Regions from separate parts of the Sus scrofa genome. Here all the other regions are linked to region 2. The links are chromatin contacts, called in public HiChIP or PLAC-seq maps. All regions are on one chromosome and are shown on one strand. The core of a region is the stretch at or near the end of the contact, and the rest is flanking DNA. Distances in the headings are between cores, read along the strand shown.

Evidence for each region. HiChIP or PLAC-seq counts read pairs in DNA pulled down with a chosen protein or histone mark.
Region 1: an H3K27ac HiChIP or PLAC-seq map of alveolar macrophages shows a contact between it and region 2. The contact joins two enhancer-like sites. A contact is called at or near these places in 2 of 5 promoter capture datasets (fetal skeletal muscle and liver) and 1 of 2 datasets of contacts at active chromatin or transcription factors (alveolar macrophages).
Region 3: an H3K27ac HiChIP or PLAC-seq map of alveolar macrophages shows a contact between it and region 2. The contact joins two enhancer-like sites. A contact is called at or near these places in 2 of 5 promoter capture datasets (fetal skeletal muscle and liver), 17 of 47 Hi-C or Micro-C datasets (alveolar macrophages, embryonic fibroblasts, fetal heart ventricle and 10 more) and 2 of 2 datasets of contacts at active chromatin or transcription factors (alveolar macrophages and skeletal muscle).

Annotation. Positions count from the first base shown.
Region 1 is chr7:98,662,233-98,666,007 of Sscrofa11.1, reverse strand. No RefSeq gene overlaps it. Among named protein-coding and RNA genes, the nearest start is that of BATF, 6.1 kb to the left of the region's middle. Within about 2 kb of position 1,462, at least 38 of the 83 cell types and tissues checked have an H3K27ac peak or open chromatin away from gene starts, as enhancers often do. A contact at or near this core is called in alveolar macrophages and liver, where this site is marked.
Region 2 is chr7:98,338,047-98,342,434 of Sscrofa11.1, reverse strand. It overlaps TMED10 (transmembrane emp24 domain-containing protein 10), which reads left to right. Exons shown (of 5, transcript XM_001926711.5): 3 at 595-668. Among named protein-coding and RNA genes, the nearest start is that of NEK9, 18 kb to the right of the region's middle. Within about 2 kb of position 2,729, at least 30 of the 83 cell types and tissues checked have an H3K27ac peak or open chromatin away from gene starts, as enhancers often do. A contact at or near this core is called in alveolar macrophages and liver, where this site is marked.
Region 3 is chr7:98,637,401-98,641,439 of Sscrofa11.1, reverse strand. No RefSeq gene overlaps it. Among named protein-coding and RNA genes, the nearest start is that of BATF, 31 kb to the left of the region's middle. Within about 2 kb of position 2,284, at least 1 of the 83 cell types and tissues checked has an H3K27ac peak or open chromatin away from gene starts, as enhancers often do. A contact at or near this core is called in alveolar macrophages, where this site is marked.

The sequences.
Region 1 (3,775 bases), core at 213-2,712, 320 kb before region 2:
CTGTATGGTAATGTAATTCTTTGAAAGCCAATAACCTGGCTGGAGGTGGGAGGTGGGAGGTGGGAGTTGCTGGTTGTGGGAGGTGGGAGAAGGGGTGGTCCTGAAGGGGGAGAGAAGAAAAGTGGCGGGAAGGGGGAGCTCCAAGAATTTAGGGCAGTAGATATCTGCCTATCTGTATTTTATTGTTTAAATAACTAGTATCATGGAGTTCTCTGGTGGCCCAGTGGTTTAGGATCTGATGTTGTCATGCTATGGCTTGGGATCACTGCTGTGCTGCAGGCTCAATCCCTGACCCCAGGAACTCCCCCATGCCACAGGCAGGGCCTAAATAATTAAATAGTATCATAATGCAAGTGCCTATTGGGTCAGCCTTGTTTAAAATTAGCAGGATACATTGTAGGCAAATGGGCTTCTTAAGGTAATGGAAAATCTGATGGTGGTTTTTTTTTTTTTTTTTTCTTTCCTTTTTCTTTTTAGGGCCGCACCCCAGGGGCATATGGAAGTTCCCAGGCTACAGGTTGAATGGAGCTGTATCCGCCGGCGCCAGCCTACGCCACAGCCACAGACACGCAGGATCTGAGCCACATCTTCGACCTACACCGCAGCTCACGGCAACGCCGGATCCTTAGCCCACTGAGAAAGGCCAGGGATCGAACCCGCGTCCTAGTCACGTTCGTTACCGCTGAGCCACGGCGGGAACTCCTGAGGGTGTTTTTAAAAGTACCACAAACTTGCTGTCTTCACATCAGCCTAGATGTGTCTTCACATCTTGGCTGTGCCCCAGTGCCATCAGAAATACAAACTTCACTCCAGCCCCTGCTGAATCAGCTCATTTCCAGCTCTGACCAAATCGTTAAGAAAATGGGTTGAAACTGAGGAACAGTTCAAAGCAGAAACTTCCTGAATGTCTGTGATGTGTTCCCGGGGCGTGGGGGCGGGGGACCCACTACAGGACTAGGTATTTTTCCTTCAGAACTGTCATTTCGGAAGTCACACTGCCATCCCTGGAAGGAGGTGCACCATCTCCCAAGGCCAAAAAGAAGAAAGGAACTCAATTGCTCGGGTCGCCCTCGGATATTCTGGTTTGATGGGTCTGCGCTCAGAAGAACTCTTTAAAAGCTCCCCAGGGGGTAGTTTTAACACAAAGCCACAAAAGCCCTGGGATGGAGCACCTTTCTCCGGGAGGCGGCCCTTCGTGGCCTCAGAGTTCAGTCGTTTCCAGGCCCAGCTCGTTTCCACCTCGGTTCTTTTCTCTTTCACCTGCTCTGGGACACAGAGGCCTCAACTCCCTGGGGTGAAGCGGCTCCGGATCTACTTTCCCCACCCGCTTGGAGCTAGTGCCCAACCTGTGTGCACTATCCCCGGGGTCCCGGTCCGCCAGCGCGGGTCCGGCCAGGGCCCGGTGCGGGGAGCTGGGCGGGGGCACAAGGGTCAGGAGGGGTCGGGAGCGCTCCCTCGCCTCCTCCCTTCACAGGCTCTCAGGTGCCACCTGCGGGCGCCTGGGGCCGCGGCTGCCTTTCGGGCCTCTGTCTTTTCCTCCGAAACGCAGTTTCACTTTCCCAGAGCTTTTCACCTCCCATTCCCTGATAGCCGGCTCTCTAGTTAGTAAAGACGAAACCCAGGAAGAGGAAAGAAGAATTTCCTGAGTGTGCAGGCAAATGTCCCCCGGGTCCCCAAGGGCCCCTCACTGGTGGCTGGAGGCGGGGGGCGGCAGGCCTTCCCGTCAGCTGCTGCCCACCCTTCCAGGCTGCCCCACCCAGGTCAGAATTCCTGGCTTCTCACCCCTCCCATCTAGACCGTGCAGGCCTTGACACCAAACCCACTCTTTTTTCCGAGCTCCATCTGAGCACTTTGCTGAAGGTGCCAGCTTTGACATCTTAAGGGTTGACTGCAACTTTTTAGTTATTTGAACAAAAATAATAAAAATCCCCTAGCTTTCTTAATTTTTTTTTTTTTTTTTTTTTTTTGATGGTAAAAGCACAAAGCGCAGAATGGCAAGTCTTCAATTGCTTACGAGATGGTTAAAGGGGATTTTTGTTAAAGTTTCCCAAACAAGTAGGGAAAATATTTACCTGAGGGCAGAGTCCTCCAGCAAAAGGGCCAGAGTGGGTGGCCAGGGGCCGGTAGGGAAATTCCCCCAAGGGCCTTGGCAAGACCTGTCATCCAGCCCTCTCCAGCCTCAAGCCCAGATAGGAAACTTCTTAGGAGGGAATGGCAGCCGCAAATGTGCTGGCCCCAAAGGGTTAAAGCCAGACTTTGGTATTTTGATATTTCAGGTGGATAAATCTTTATTGGGTGGCTATGCTGTGCATTGTAGGATGTTTAGCAACGTCTCTGATCTCTACCCACTAGGTGCCAGTAAATCTCCCCCGTTACAAAAATCACAAAATGTTTCTGGACCTTGCCAGGCATTCTGTGGGGACGGGCATCAAAATGGCCCCAGGTAAAAACCACTGGATTGAACACCATGCACCCCAAAGCAACGGTTTCCCCATCAGTCTCGACCTGGTGACCTCACAAACCCTGTCAACGTTTAGGAAACCTCTGAACAGATGTGTTTGCTCCATGTAGCTTCCGAGTCCCCAGGTTTTGGACCTGGTTTAGCCTGTGGGTGTAGCCATGCTGACCACAGGCCAAGGCAGCTCCTGGGGTGATCATCCGAGCGGCTTCCAGCATCCATCCTTCTCACCTGCCCCTCATGGAGCAGCAGGAAGGGAGCAAGAGCTCTCATTGTCAAGAGAAGGGCCACTCCGTTGTTTAATAGCCAACTGGATTGTAAAATGAAGATATATCAAGATGAGGTAACAAGAATTATGGTGTACACACACACATGCACACACACACACACATGCACACATATATACACACACGCAGGTTTTTTTGGTTTTGTTTTTGTTTGTTTATTTTGGTTTTTTTTTGCTGCACAGCATATGGAAATTCCAAGGCCATGGATTGAAACCAAACCAGAGCCACGACCTTTGCCACAACGGCAGTAACGCTGGATCCTTAACCCACTGCACCACAAAGAGATGAAGCAGTGTGTTTGCACTAGAACCGGGTAATTATGGGATTTATGCCGTTAGGAGTTTTTGGTGCACTGATACTTACAGGCAGTGGGAAGTAACTTCCATGCTGGGTTTATCCCCTCTTCTCCCGGCCTGGCTGAGTCTTTCTGGCTGAATATATGACCTCATTTGCACATAAGGAGGGAATCTGAGGGCTTTGGGAATGTGAGGCCTGAACCAAATCACTTTTTATCCCCCCTGCCTCTTCCCCGCCCCCCACAACCCTGAGAGGCGGCTGAGAGAGCCTTATGGTCAGGAAAGAAGGTGGGAAAAGGCAAACAGCTTCTCAGCGTTGGGTTTGAATATGCAATCAAATGTTCTAGCTCTGCCCCGTAGTAACCATGTGATCTTGGGCAGAGCCCTTAAAACTCTGTGCCCCGGTTTCCTCATCTTTGTAATGGGAAGTAAGTACCCACCTCATAACTATTGAATGTATTTAAATTTCTTAGCACAGTGAGTGGTGCCAAGTAAGCATTTGGTGCCTAAGGCTATTATGTTTTATTTATTTTATGGAGCCCAAATAGATCTGGGCTATTTCCAGTACAGTGTCTCATCCAAAAGAAGCATTAAGAGGGAATCACATCACATACCAACTTCCTGAAGTTCTCTTTACACAGTTTCTCTCCCACATCAGCCTCCTCAAGACTGTTGTGCCAGGCTATCCTTTCTTTTCTGAGGTCTTTGTTTCTGCTTCCCAAATCTCATGGCCA
Region 2 (4,388 bases), core at 1,480-3,979:
TTTTGTTTACTTATTGAAATGGCCTTACATTGACCAAAATACTTTAGTCCTATAAAATATTAGATAAATGCTGTGGTCTTTTCAGTACTTGTATTTGTATTAAGTAAATTCAGGCTTAGCGTGTATGCAGTAATCCTTCTCTCAGAATTTCATGGGTCAGCCTTTTTAGATGTGGAAATGTACTTTTCGGCCTAAGCTGGTGCCCACTACCTCCGGGTTTGTATGCCAGTCAGTTGTATGATGTTTTGACTTTGGAGTTTTATTTCCTAATCCAATAAGCCAGTGTGTTTTCTCTTCTCTGGTTCTATTCCTCTGTGGTGCCAACTACATATCTTGTGTGCTGCTCCCTCAGAGATGTTTGCCAGCAGCGTGTTCTCGTTGCTTTCTGGCCCCCCTCACAGATAGAGGCTTTGTCTGGAATGCTTGTGATTTTTAGCCAGAGCCAGGAATTTTCTGCAGCTGAGTAGGGGGAGGAGTTGAGGCTATTTCCCTCTATTGAGAGGGTAGGGGTTAGGGAGGGAGAGAGAGGGTGGGTGGGTGATTTCCCGGAATTTTAAATATTCCGCACAATGAATCCTTTGATTTCTTTCTCAGGAACAGGGCGGATACCTGACCAACTCGTGATCCTAGACATGAAGCATGGAGTGGAGGCAAAAAATTACGAAGAGGTATGTCCTGCTGTAACAGCCAGTAGAGGCAGCAGCATGCTGGTCTGTGAGGTTTCTGTGACCTAGTCAGGCCAGCAGGCTGTGCTTTGCCCAGAAGGCTGTGGTTTTCTCAGCAGTCATGTGACAACCAGCTTGATATAAAAAGTTATGTTAACAGCCTTGAACAATAATTCTGGCTGTGCTGTCAGCCAAGTGACTGGACCAACTGTCCCATAGAAATGTTGGTATGATGAAACACTTAAGTATATGCTATTAGTGCTCTTGAGACAGAAACCAGATATATAGTTGTAATTTTTTAAAGCCGGAATTCATTTATATGTTAATGTTCAAGGTTAAGAGAAGTGATTTGGTTTTAATCCCTATGGCTTTTATTCCCAGAGTGACAGCTATGTATAAAACTAGGGCATGGATTCATTGCTATTTAGACTTGAACAACTGTGCTGTCTTTGAGAAATGTAGTAGTCAAAAGTAGCTTTTAGTTAAAATAATTTCAATTTCAAATTTTTCAGAAAGAGAGCAAGATGGAAGAAAAACTGCAAGAGATTAGGTGTGTTTTGTTTTGCTTTGTTTTTGTTTTGCTTTTTTACCCTCGGCGAATGGACGTTCCCATGCTAAGGATTGAATCTGAGATACAGCTGCCAGCCTACCCCACAGCCACAGCAACGCCAGATCTGAGCCACATCTGTGACCTACACCACAGCTCATGGCAACGCTAGATCCCTAGCCCACCAAGTGAGGCCAGGGATCGAACCCACCTCATGGTTCCTAGTCAGATTTGCTTCCACTGCGCCACAGCAGGAACTCCGAGATTAGGATTTTTGCTAACCAGAAGTATCGTAGAGAACAAAAACAGACCTTTATTTGGGTGGTAGGAAGGTGGAAGTGTGCATAGAATAAGGGGAAGGGGGACTGAGCCCTTCCTATCCCTTTCATGAGAGACTCTGGAGGCAGCACAAAAAAGGCTCTTCAAATGAAGAGCACCTTTGAAAAACCACAAGAACTATTTAAGATTGGAGGATTGATCTTTATAGAAAGATTAGCATGTTTTTACCCAGATCAGAGTCTTTCTACAACAGTACCCGAAGGCATGAAGAAAAGATGGGGTGTAGGAAATACAAATGGCTTTTGAAGAAGGTAAACTGAATAAACAAAGGAAAGTTGCTTTAAGTGATTTAAGCAAATTCTCTAGAAATGATGGAGCGGGAGAAATTGTTCTATCTTTGGTCAGAACTTAGAAGGGAAATATCCTAAAATGGAAGAAGACTGGAAGCCACTGGCTGCTTCTTCAACAGGAAGTAGTACTGCAATAATTGCAGCTCTCCAGGTCTTGCCTCTTTTTCCTAGTTCATGGGTTCAGTTGAACAAAACTAGACTGAGTTATTTGTAGGCAGGAAACAGGAGCAATTGATGGAGCTGTGAGTGGAAGACAGTTCCTAGTGGAGACTCTTGCTTGTTTCTGGCTTCAGGATAGTTTAGTTAAAAGAGTTAAAGCAAGAGCCTCTTTGTCTGATGAATTTAGGAGTAAATCGAAAAATCCTTTTAAGTGTTTATGATTCAGGAGAATCCTGATTATATTTAAACAATATAATATGTTAAAGTGCTGTTGTAAGGTCTAAAACACTAAGAAAAATGTTATATTATTATGAGGTAGAAGAGTAGGTGAAATGATTTTCAGTTTTTGAGTACTGCTGCTGTATCATCCACCTCAGACAATTCTCTAGGCAAGCATTCATTGAGTTGCTTTTATGTGGAATTTTGCCTTTTGTGACTTTTCCCCTCTAATATGATGGCCATCAGTAGGTGTTATATATTAAATAACAGGACACTTGGTTTATATTAGACATAGTTTGTTCTTCTCTAAAATAGATGGTATTATGGTGAGTTTACATATAGAATGATGTGGGCTGTCAGATAGCATTTTAGAACCTATACCTCCTGGAATTGCCATCATCCTTGGACTTTGTTAACACTGGGAAAAGTCCTTTATTTTTCCTGACCTTTTACTTAACCCAGGAGGGGAATCCCTAGCAGAAAGGAAACCACAGTGCTTCCTTTGCCTGCTTCCTGCTTCGGAAGTCTGTCGCGTCCTAAGCCTTTCTTTACGCACATGGTTACAACACAGCTCTAAAGTCTTTTTCTTAACCAAGAAACTCCTCCCAATACTTTCTTCAGTGACCTACCTCCCCATTCCCCCACCCCCCAAAAAAGCAGATCAGACTGAGGCAGAAAGGAAGTGGTTTTGACATAGGCCAAAACCCAGCCCTTTTCTCAGTCTGTGGCTAGGTTCCCTTAACCTTGCTCAAAAATTGGCAGAACATTGTAAATCACCTATAGTAAATTTTTTCCCCCACTTTTTAGGGCTGCATCTGTAGCATACGGACATTCCCAGGCTGGGGGTCAAATCGGAGCTACAGCTGCTGGCCTACGCCACAGCCACAGCAGTGTGGGATCTGAGCCACCTCTGTGACCTATACCACAGCTCATGGCAACGCCACATCCTTAGCCTGATAAGAGAAGCAAGGGATCAAACCCACAACCTCATGGTTCCTAGTCAGATTCGTTTCTGCTGCACCACAACGGGAACTACCTAAAATTTTTTTTAAAAAAATATCTGTTACTTGTCTCTGGGCTAATGCCTATGACAAGAACATGAATAATAGAAAGCACTTGTTCCTTGGTTAATTACCAGAGAGCACTGAGCATAAGTAGAGGTTTCGAAGCATTTAGTTTCAGGCCCTTGAGGCAAAGGAGAGCCTTTATCTCCAGAGGATGGAGCCCTTCTGTGTCGGTATTTAAATTCAGGAAAGTGGTACGTTTCTTTTAATTTTTTTCTCATTCAGCATCTCTCTCCTCACATTTGCGGACTTCATAATTCTAAAATCCCACGTGGTCCTTTAAAATTCAGTAGTGGAGTTCCCGTTGTGGTGCAGCAGAAACGAATCCGACTAGGAACCGTGAGGTTGCAGGTTCGATCCCTGGCCTCACTCAGCAGGTTTAGGATCCGTTGTTGCCGTGAGCTGTGGTGTAAGTTGCAGACGAGGCTCGGATATGGTGTGGCTGTGGCTGTGGCTAGGGCCGGCGGCTACAGCGCCAGTTAGACCCCTAGCCTGGGAACCTCCATATGTTGCGGGTACAGCCCTAAAAAGCAAAAAAAAAAAAAAAAATTCAGTAGTAATCAGTGTCTTAATAGCTGGGCAGAGCACTACGCTACCTACTAAGTTGTTATGGAGGATTAGTTAATGCCTGTAACTTCTATAAAAACAGTACAGAATGTAAGGTGATCTTATTTAAAGGCAGAACGGTTGTTATTTTGTGATGAGAAGCATAGTCTTTTTTGTAGTTTGAAATTTTTAAAGAGAAAGAATGTTTATGTCCTGAGACATAAAGCACTCTTGGTTCTCTCTGTTGTATTTTAAGACCTTTCGCCACTATCATTTGCCCCTCAGAGGGGAACATCTCTGTAGAATCAGTATGTGAATTAAGCCATTTCTTTTTCGTTTCTGGTCTCTGAACTAGAACAGCTGTCTTCAGGGACTTACTGTCTAATCTTACAGTTGTGGGAATGAAAGCAATTATTACCCCACCAGAAGGAGTTGTCTGACATATGTGCAGGCTCTTGGGCTATGTGTATCCCCTCTTGGCTTGGATGGCAGCATTTTCAGCACAACTGAAATCCTGTTTTGCCTAGGGGTGCCATTAGTCTGCTATTTGCTACTAACA
Region 3 (4,039 bases), core at 1,035-3,534, 300 kb before region 2:
TTCCATTCTTAAAGCACAGACACCCCAACCTCAACCTCAGAGGGCTTTCCAGAGCGGTTCCGGGATGAGCCGTCCATGGTTCTGAAACTCAGTGATGACGGGGGGAGGGGAGCCCAAGAGACCACTCACAACCACTTCCTCTGCCCCCTTAGCCATTTGCAACGGACATCATCCATTCAGCAATTATCGAGCATCTACTATGGCCAGGGTCCGAGTAAGAGCGAGGAAGTCAGCAGTGACTGAGACTGGCACAGCCCCTGCTCTAGTGCAGCCCACAGATTAATCAGGAGAGGGATGATTAAGCCATTATAATTCCATGCACCAAATGCTACAAGGGAGGGTGTGCAGAGGAGGAACACCCACTCCAGACCCAAAGGGCCAGAATTTTTTACTGGAGGAACTGAAATTTAAACCAAGACCTCAAGGCTGTTTAAGACCTAAGCCAGGAGTTCCCATTGTGGCTCCGTGGTAACGAACCCAGCTAGTTTCCCTGAGGATGCAGGTTCGATCCCTGGCCTCGATCAGTGGGTTAAGGATCCAGCATTGCTGTGAGCTGTGGTGTAGGTTGCAGACAAGGCTTGGATCCAGCATTGCTGTGGCTGTGGTATAGGCTGGCAGCTGCAGTTCCGATTTGACCACTAGCATGGGGACCTCCATATATTGCAGGTGTGGCCCTAAAAAGCAAAAAAAAAAAAAAAAAAAAAAAGTGCATAAGCCAGATGTGGCAGAGACTGTCTGGCAGCTTATATTTCTTCTGTCTCCTGGACTCAGAGCAAAACTACATTCCTCCAGCCTCCCTTGCAGTTAGGCGCGACCCTGTGACTGAGCTTGAAGTTAATGGAATTTGGACAGAGTTGATAAGTGCCACTTCCAGGCCTGGTCCATGTTCTTTGCTCACTTACCAGCTAAATGCAGAGGACTCCAAAGCCCTCAGGGAGCAGAGAACCACAAGATAGAAGGAGTTGGGGTCCCTGAATCACCATGTGGAAGACCCGCCACCAAAGGGGAATGCTCTCATGAGTTATTGCATTGATGAGAAATATAGTTCTATTACCCAAAGCCACAGAGATTTGGGTTTATCTGTTGTGGCAACTAGCATTACCTTAACTTAAAACTGAATAGAGTGGGGGTAAAGTATTCCAAATTAATAAAAACGAGCTAACCTCGAAGGCAGCAGGCAATCAGACAGGAAAGAACAGAGGCTCCAGAGCCAAACCAATGAAATTAAACTCTGGTTCTATGTTTCCTAGCTGTGTGACCTTGTGTGAATTGCTTAATCTCTCTGAATCTTAGCTTCTTCATTTATAAAAGGAAGATAACATCTTCCTTGAACAGTTGCAGTAACTATTAAATAAATAGCAGCTAGAATGGTTTCTAAGACATAAAAGGCTTATTAAATAGTAAATCCCTTTATGTAAGGGTTTGTAAGTATTCTTACAATGACATTTAACTTAATATACTTTGGTAACTGGTAACAGTAACAATGAAAATCAAAATTTATTGAGAACTAATTATATTCCAGGCACTGATCTAATCATTCGCATGTATTGATGAATTCTATCCTCCCAGCCCTATGAATTAGGCACTGTTGCCCCACCCCTCCATTTTATAGATGAAGAAACTGAGGCACAGAGGTGTTAAGTAATGTGTTCAAGTGATAAGTGGTAGATCAGGGTTTAAATCCAGGCAGGTATGGTAATGATTCCTTGTTACAGATGAAGGAACAGAGAAGTGACACAATTTGCCTAAAGCCACACAATCTCAAAGCGTCCCAGGGTGGGGGCCCTGGAACCAGCCTTAACTGATTGTTATTCTGTAGGAGTTCAGAGTGTTCTCGGACTGTGAGAAGCACCGTCTTTTTGCGTTTCAGCAGGTGTGCTGGTGGCTTTTGCAGTAATGATACTGACCAAAACCATATACTGCTTTGATCAACTATTAGAAAGAAGCAGGTGAGCATGCTCCAGTGCCCTTCCACTGATGAAACTCAAGCCCTCTGGCTGTGTAATCAAGGCCAAGGGGCTCTTGCTTTCACAAAATTGACATTTTCACAAGAGCTTCTTCTTCTTCTCCTTCCCCTTCCTCTTCCTCTAATTCTTAATCTTCTCCTCTTTCTCCTTCTTCTTCTTTTTCGGCCACTCTGTGGCATGCATATAGGGATCAGATCAAATCTGAGCCACCATTGCCACCTATGCTGCTGCTGTAGCAACACTGGATCCTTAAGCCACTGTGCCTGCCTGGGGATCATGTCTCATCCCAGTGCTCCACGCTGCTGATCCTGTTGCACTACAGTGGAAACTCCTTTCACAAGAGCCTTAAAGAAGCTTACACTGGAGCAAGTCATCCAGTGTAGTAAGGATGCTCAGCCTTGGTGGGGGCGGGAGAGGGAGAGGGTTCAAAGAAATGAGCCTTAAGAAGGCAAATTTGGGAGTTCGCTTGTGGCATAGTGGGTTAAGGATCTGGGGTTGTCACTGCAGTGGTTCAGGTTGCTGCTATGGCTTGGGTTCGATCCCTGGCCCAGAAACTTCTGCATGCAATGGGAGTAGCTGATAAAAGGAATAAGTCCCTTAAAAGGGTTTTGGTCATTGGACTTGCTGAGGTCTCAAATGACCACCAGAGGGCAGCAAAGACACTGGTCCGAGAAAGCAGAGTCCATTTGAGGTTCTCCTAGAACCACCCTCAAAGGATGGGAGGTAGAGAGGAAAAATGAGAAAGGGCCTCCTTCATCACCCAAAAAGCACCCCCTAGACATGGAATCCTCAGCCATTTAAGAGAGAATGGTGTGAGCCTCATGGGAAGTCCATTGCAGCATTATTGACAATGGCCAAGACATGGAAGCAGCCTAAATGTCTATCAATAGAGGATTGGATAAAGAAGTTGTGGTACATATACATATGATGAACTATTACTCAGACATAAGAAAAGAATGGAATAATGTCATTGCAGGAATATGGATGGACATAGAGATTATCATACAAATGAAGTAAGTCTGACAGAGAAAGAAAAATATCATACGAGATCACTAATAGGTAGAATCTGATAAAAAAGGATGCAAAATAACTTATTCACAAAATAGATACAGACTCAAAGATTTCAAAACCAAACTTAGGGTTACCAAAGGAGGGGAGGGATGGATTGGCATATACTCACTACTATATACAAAGTCGATCTGTAGCAAGGACCTACTGCATAGTTCAGTACTCTGATGGCCTCTGTGGGGAAAGAATCTGAAAGAAAGAATGGCTATATATGTATGGGTATGGCTGATTCACTTTGCTGTACACCTGAAACAAACACAATGTTGTAAGTCACCTACACACCAATAACATTTTTTTAAAAAAAAGAAAGGAAGAGAATGGGCTTTGACCTTGTTCTTCAGATAATGTAACTAACACATGGTAATGGCAGAAAAATTGGAAAATATGGAAACCTATTGATCAAACTATTATAATCCCACCCCTGGGAGAAAAATTGCCCTAGGTTAATATTTTAATGAATATCTTTCCGGGTAGATGTAGAAACAGATAGATTTAAATATATACATACACACATAGATATACATTTACCTATATTTTGGCTTAATGAAACTGCTATCAGGATCCTGGCATTGTGAGATTGGTTCCAGACCCTGCAATAAAGTGAATCACACATATTAGTGATCCACTTTTAAACTCAGCAAGGGAAAATGTGTGTGTGTGTGTGTGTGTGTGCACGTGTGTGTGATCCTTTCTGCCCAAGTGTCTCTCACTTGCTCACCTGTGAGGCCCCAGATGGCCAGTCTCCACAGCACCCAGCACAGAGGTGAGGGGTGGCTGGAGCAGAAGCAGTGTCATCTGAGGTCCACTGGTCACTCTGCTGGCTGTCTTCACAGTCTGGGTCTAAGCATCCTGAATCTTGGGGGAGGGGAGCCGTGGAGCTTTCTAATGAAAATGACTCCACTGGGTGGTGAGCAGGTGCTCAGAGTTCGTTGAATTTCATCAGAATGAATCATGCTGAAGGTGTGAAGGAGTGACAAGGCTTAAGGAGTCACCACTTCCTGGCT